Regions from separate parts of the Callithrix jacchus genome. Here region 1 is linked to region 2. Evidence: chromatin contacts called from public Hi-C data. All regions are on one chromosome and are shown on one strand. Each heading gives the region's core, a stretch centred on a gene start, on an enhancer-like site or on the middle of the called end of the contact. The rest is flanking DNA. Distances are from core to core; before and after follow the strand shown.

Region 1 (3,031 bases), core at 154-2,653, 180 kb after region 2:
ATGAAAGGATCAACATATCTCTCACAGATACATTCGTCAGTTGCAGCTGTAGATTGGCTATGGATACAAGAGTTCAGCAAAATCATTCAAAGCATTTTGTGAGACTTAATTGGCTAAATGGAATTTGCAATAATGAGTGTTATATATTTCATTATTTTTTATAAATCGTGTACACATTCTATCAGTATAATTTACAGAAGTATATATTCATTTGCACATATTTTAGGAGGGAGGGCCAGTTGTAACTATTAGCTATTATTTACTCTGCCATGAATATACTTCCCTCTTTATCTCACCCTCCAAGACCGAGTTCGGGGATGAATCTATCCCTTCTTTGGGGTCCTTTGTCACAGCCCTTCTTCACAATGCATTAGGGTTCTGTGAATTTTCCTCTACTTCCTAGAACAAACACAGTGGAAGGACAAGGGCTTTGAACAACTCAGTTCTGAACATCTGGAGCTGAGTTCCATGTTTGGTACATAGGAGGTACCCAACAGGTGTTGGTTAAAAGAAACAGTAAGAGTCTTGAAGGCAGTGGGTGGGGAAGAGAAAAAGAAAAGAAGGAAGTCACTTACTTAGAAAAGGCTCAATAGTCAATACTGTGCATCATCTTTTAAAATTTAAATTTTCTTAGGGTTCCTAAAGGTCTATGTAAAATACAGTAAGCTTTGATTTCCAAAACCACAACCTACAAAAGCCCTTGATGGAGTAGATTTGTCTGGGGGTTCCATATGTTTAGAGGAACAAGACAAGTCAATTATATCATTATAATTGGTAATTATATCATTATAACTGGTAATTATGTCATTCCCTGTATTTGATGTGTGTCTTGAGTGATGCACAGTGGCCAGTCCTTCCTGTTCCCTTTATAATGTTCATTGAGTCCTTCCTTGAATGTGGCAGGCCCTGGATTTTCCATGCATCGTGTGTGAGGGAACTGACAATGGAACATCAGAAGCCCAGGAGAACTTACAGCCCATGCATCCTCCCACTCCAAGATCCTCCCATGTGCCTTGACTGCAGGCTCCTCCCCATACCCTTTTGGAGGGACCTGGATACCAGCCCTCTTAGTCAAGAAGTATTTGCAGTCTTTAAAATCCAGTCATTATTGATGGGCTGGCTGAGTTTCTTGTTCAAAAAGTGCACAGTCACCCATCTCCCTAAAATACACATCCAGCCAAGGGTCAGGTTTCCCTCAGCCGCCAGCCACTTCTCTAAGATGAGCAGTTGCCAACAAGCAAGCCTGGAAGCAAGCAAACGGTTTTCCTTTCTCCACCTCCATCCCGTCAGTCAGAACCCCAAAGAAAGGTCAGCTGGAACCCGTCCAGCCTCCAGCCACAGCCCAGCACAGGGTAGACATGTCAAACAAAACAGGAAAAATTATTTACCTTTCCCTTGTCCTTTCCCTCAAGTTTTAATTTTATTTGCCATCGACTCAAGAGAGCCCACAATAAGAAAAGGAAATCAAGCCTAGATCATTGTCTCTTTCCTGGACTGTTGAACTAGACTCTGCTTTTGTCCTTGCCCCATGCAAATCTATTCTTAATTCAGAGGCTAGAGGGATCCTGTTAAAAAGTAAATCAGAATATGTCATTCTTTTGCTCAGAACTCTCCAGTGGCTCTCCCGTAATCAGAGGTAAAGCCAAAGCCTGCCAGTGTCTAAAGGCTCTACATGATGAGCTTCTACCCCCCCGGCCCTTTATGTATCTGATTTCCTACTATTCACTCCCTCCCTCCGTCCTCAACAGATGCAATAACCTTGTTGTTCCTTGAACTTATCAAACACGTCTCACCTCAAGGCCTTTCCCCTCATTGTTTCATCTGCCAACCATACTCTCCCCCAGATATCCATGTGGCTCATTCCCTCACCTCCTTCATGTCTGTGCAAGCATGACCTTCTCCATGTCTGTGCAAGCATGACCTTCTCACGTATGGTGCTATGCAGTGCTGCAACTGCCTTCTTCCTCTCTCTTGCTGTTCCTTCTCACCCTGTTCTATTCTTTTCATAGAATGTATCATCTTCTAGCATAACATATAATTTATATATTTATTATATTTATAGTTTGTCCCTCCCAAGTAGAAATGTAAGCAGTAAGAGGACATACATTTTTGTCTTTTGTGCCTGTTTTGTCTGGAATAGTGCATGGCACATAATAGGAGCTCAAATATTTGTTGAATGAAGTGTACTCCATTTAAGACAAGGAATCTGAGGCTGACTCTAAGTCACAAATATTATTGAGGCATTTGGGAGTAGACACCAGTTTCCTCCATGCTAGAAGCCACATTTGTCACCTAATCCTTGCTTCCCTTTCGTTGACGACTGGACTCAGTGGGGAAAGTTCCAGGGAGTCCACTGTAGAGCTGAGTAGGCAGATAGTGTTGGGATTTTCTGAATTTACTTTTTCATCAAGGTCAAAAAAGCCATGTGGAAACTCTAAAATGTGGTCTTTCAGTTAATGCATTTTATTGAAAATGCACTTTTGTTTGAATGATATTATATTAATGTGTCAAAACTTACAGAATAACTCTCAAGCAAGGAATTGTTGGTGGTGGTAGTGGAGACAGGGAGAGGGAGGTGCAGTTGAGGAGAAGGAATATAGAAACATTGGCTTATTCATGTGAGCTGCTATTAAGAAAGCCAGTGCCCCCTTCATAACAGGGAGCTCTGGGAAACCAAATAGAAAACTCCTTTTTTAAAAAGAGACAGATTAACTGAGTCATTATCTCTGAATTCCCTTTCTGTTGCTTCTCACTCAGACTGCTGATGATTTTATTTTTAATTTATCTAAGGGGGTTATGAGTCATTATCGAGATTAGTTTCCATCAGGTTCTCTATCACGAAACACTACAGTAACCTGCAGTACTTACCTGCTGCATAATAAATTACCCCACAACTTATTTGGTTAAGACAACAACCATTTAATTTGCCTGCAGTTCCATGGGTCAGGACTTCAGAATCCATTTAGTTGGCTTATAATTGTGTAGGTTACAAATTCAGGGCTTGGCTGGGTGGTCTTCCTGTTGCAGGTGG
Region 2 (2,796 bases), core at 195-2,694:
TAGGTACTTGTGGATAATCTTTGATATTACATCAAAGATTGACAAATGATAGCTCTTACAAGTTAGCTATAATGTAAATTATGAAGCTGTATCAATAAGCTTTTACTACTTTTTTCACATTAAAATCCATTGGTCTAACTGCACTTTGAATGGATCTTTTTACCCATGTGTGATTTTACAATATCATGCATCAGTCATTTGGAAAATGCTGGTTCCCTGGTTAGGCAGGTTTTCAATTACTGACAGATTTCATGATATACAATATCAAAAGTCACATTTATTAATATTCTACCAATGCCACCAGAAAAGTCTTTATGTATGGTAAAGCTTACTCTTTATAAAGACGTAATAAAGGCCAAGACTCTAAATCAAGGTAATCCTGATTAAGGATTTTTCTTATATAGATAAGAAAACATTTGCAGAGAGTCTCTTTTCCTCTAAATAATTTTCATTACGGTTTTCCTACATGTTGCCTGAAATATCAAGCTCAAGGTGGCTACCTAAATTATAATTTTTGCTTGGAAGGTCAAATTTTCACCATCTGTAACAAATATTGAGAGTTGCTTTCCTTGAAGTGATGAATTTACTTTGTTCCTTTTCAAGAAATATTTTCAATAAAAGGTTTGCCAAAGAGTCTAATCTGAATAAGCATAATGTTAGTTGTTTTTCAAGTAAAAAGGTATTCTATTTTTTTTAAAAAAAAAAGACTAGTCCAGTTAGCAACTCAATCACATAAGCATTTTTCCTGTGCAGTATATACTCATTTTATCATACAGATACCCCATGGTCAAGTGTAATATAAGTAACTAACACTTAAAAACAGTCTTAAGGGAAATAGGCTTTTCTCTCCTTAACTATGATCAGGGCAGTGAAAACCACAGACTACTAGTCTGGTGCCACTAACTTGATTCATAATACATAGTAGATACCATTACTTTTGTACTATTAGTCCAAATGTCAAAGTAAAAAAGGCATATAACATTTTATTATTATTATTTATTATTATTATTATTGAGAACAGTTTTGACCTTAGGGACTCCCAGGGGTTCATGGACCACACTTTGAAAAGTCTCTTAGACCAGGGTCTCAAACCCCTGGGCCTAGGACCACTAGCCGTTGGGCCTGTTAGAAACTGGGCTGGACAGCAGACAGTGAGCAAGCATGCATTACCATCTGAATCCTGCCTCCTGTCAGAGCAGTGCAGCATTAAATTCTCATAGGACTGTGAATCCTATTTTGAATTGCACATGTGACGGATCTAGGTTGTGTGTTCTTTATGAGACTAACTAATGCCTGATGATCTGTAGTGGAATAGTTTCATCCCCAAACCATCCTACCCCCACCGCCCCCATCCACGGAAAAACTGTCTTCCATGAAACTGGTCCCTGGTGCTAAAAAGGTTGGGGATTGCTGCAGTAATTTTGGCCAAAGAAAGGTTTGGCTCTTGCTCAGCTCCTGGAAGGTAACCACTAAGCCCTTGGAATGTCCTGCTTGATGAAGAGTCATTGTTTACCTGGGGGCCTTTTTCCATGCCAGATAGCCTTAACAATATGATTTTTGGTGGGCTTTAAGTCACGCAGTATCAGCTTGACCTCTGGAGGAGATGGACACTAACATCAGCCACAGGTGTGGTCAACTGTGACCACACAGTTGTGACTGACTTCTCAATAAAAACTCTGGACAGCAAACTTCAGGTGGGTGGCCCTGGTTGGCAATACTCCTTGATTGTTGGCAATACACCATATATTGTTGCTGGGAGAAGCAAGCACTGTCTGCACAACTCCATTGGGAGAGGACACCTGGAAGTTCGTGCCTGAAACTCTTCTGGACCTTTATCCTATGCACTTTTACCCATTGCTGGTTTTAAACTGTATTCCTTTAATGTAATAAATCATACCATGAATTTAACTGCTTTGCTGAGTTCTGTGAGCCCTTTTAAGCAAATTATAAAATCTGAGAGTAAACAATCTCCCCCAAACTAAACAAGGTTGGTCAAGATCAAACTCCTGAGTATATATAATAAAAGCCAATCCCCACCTACATGTTTCTTTACACAAGACATTGTTTGGCTCCAAAGCCTACTGTGCATATGTGCCAGATCCAAACTCCACAAAACTACCGGTCTCTTCTCCAAGCAGCTTGTTTTGGAGCAGGGATTCTCCATCTTTGAAATATTGACATTTCAGACCAAATGATTCTTTGTTATGGAGGAATGTCCTGTCTACTAAAGGATGTTTAGCATCATCCCTGGCCTCTGTCCAATAGGTGCCAATAGTATCCTTCCATCCCTCCCAGTGGTAACAACAAAAAGTATCTACAGACATTGACAAATTCCCCTGAGAAGCAGAATCACCCTCCCCTCAATATTAAAAATCACTGTTTTAGGAAACTCATCTACGAAGTCTGACCTTCCCTTTTCTTTTACAAAACAAGGAGTAAGTTCATTTTTAGCTCTATCTTCCCACCTTTCCTGTTAATTATTTGATGGAAAGCAAGTGCACGTTCTAAGTTCTACCTTCAAAAAAAAACTGGATAACAGTGGTAAACTAAAAAACTCTTCCTTCTGGGGAACTCAGTCAGATTACCAATTTCAAGAGAACGATCTTCTTAAAAGGATAATATATATCTTCTGTATCTCATGCACACCACAGAGGGAAGATAGACTACTATTCTTCAACCTTGGGAGTATACATCAAAATAACCTTAAGTAGTTTTTAAAAACATGGATGCCAGGTCCTATATAGACACAATCAGAATTCATTATCCAGCAACTGAGTGTTCACTATATGCCAAAGC

What was found. Hi-C and Micro-C count contacts between places; a contact is called where the count stands out from the background.
Region 1: a contact with region 2 is called in a Hi-C map of skeletal muscle, with 3 times the contacts expected there. The contact joins two enhancer-like sites. A contact is called at or near these places in 2 of 3 Hi-C or Micro-C datasets (induced pluripotent stem cells and skeletal muscle).

Annotation. Positions count from the first base shown.
Region 1 is chr17:54,814,573-54,817,603 of calJac240_pri, forward strand. No RefSeq gene overlaps it. Among named protein-coding and RNA genes, the nearest start is that of GALNT15, 140 kb to the right of the region's middle. Within about 2 kb of position 1,404, at least 1 of the 16 cell types and tissues checked has an H3K27ac peak or open chromatin away from gene starts, as enhancers often do. A contact at or near this core is called in skeletal muscle, where this site is marked.
Region 2 is chr17:54,639,272-54,642,067 of calJac240_pri, forward strand. All of the region lies in intron 1 of ANKRD28 (ankyrin repeat domain 28), which reads right to left. Among named protein-coding and RNA genes, the nearest start is that of ANKRD28, 31 kb to the right of the region's middle. Within about 2 kb of position 1,445, at least 1 of the 16 cell types and tissues checked has an H3K27ac peak or open chromatin away from gene starts, as enhancers often do. A contact at or near this core is called in skeletal muscle, where this site is marked.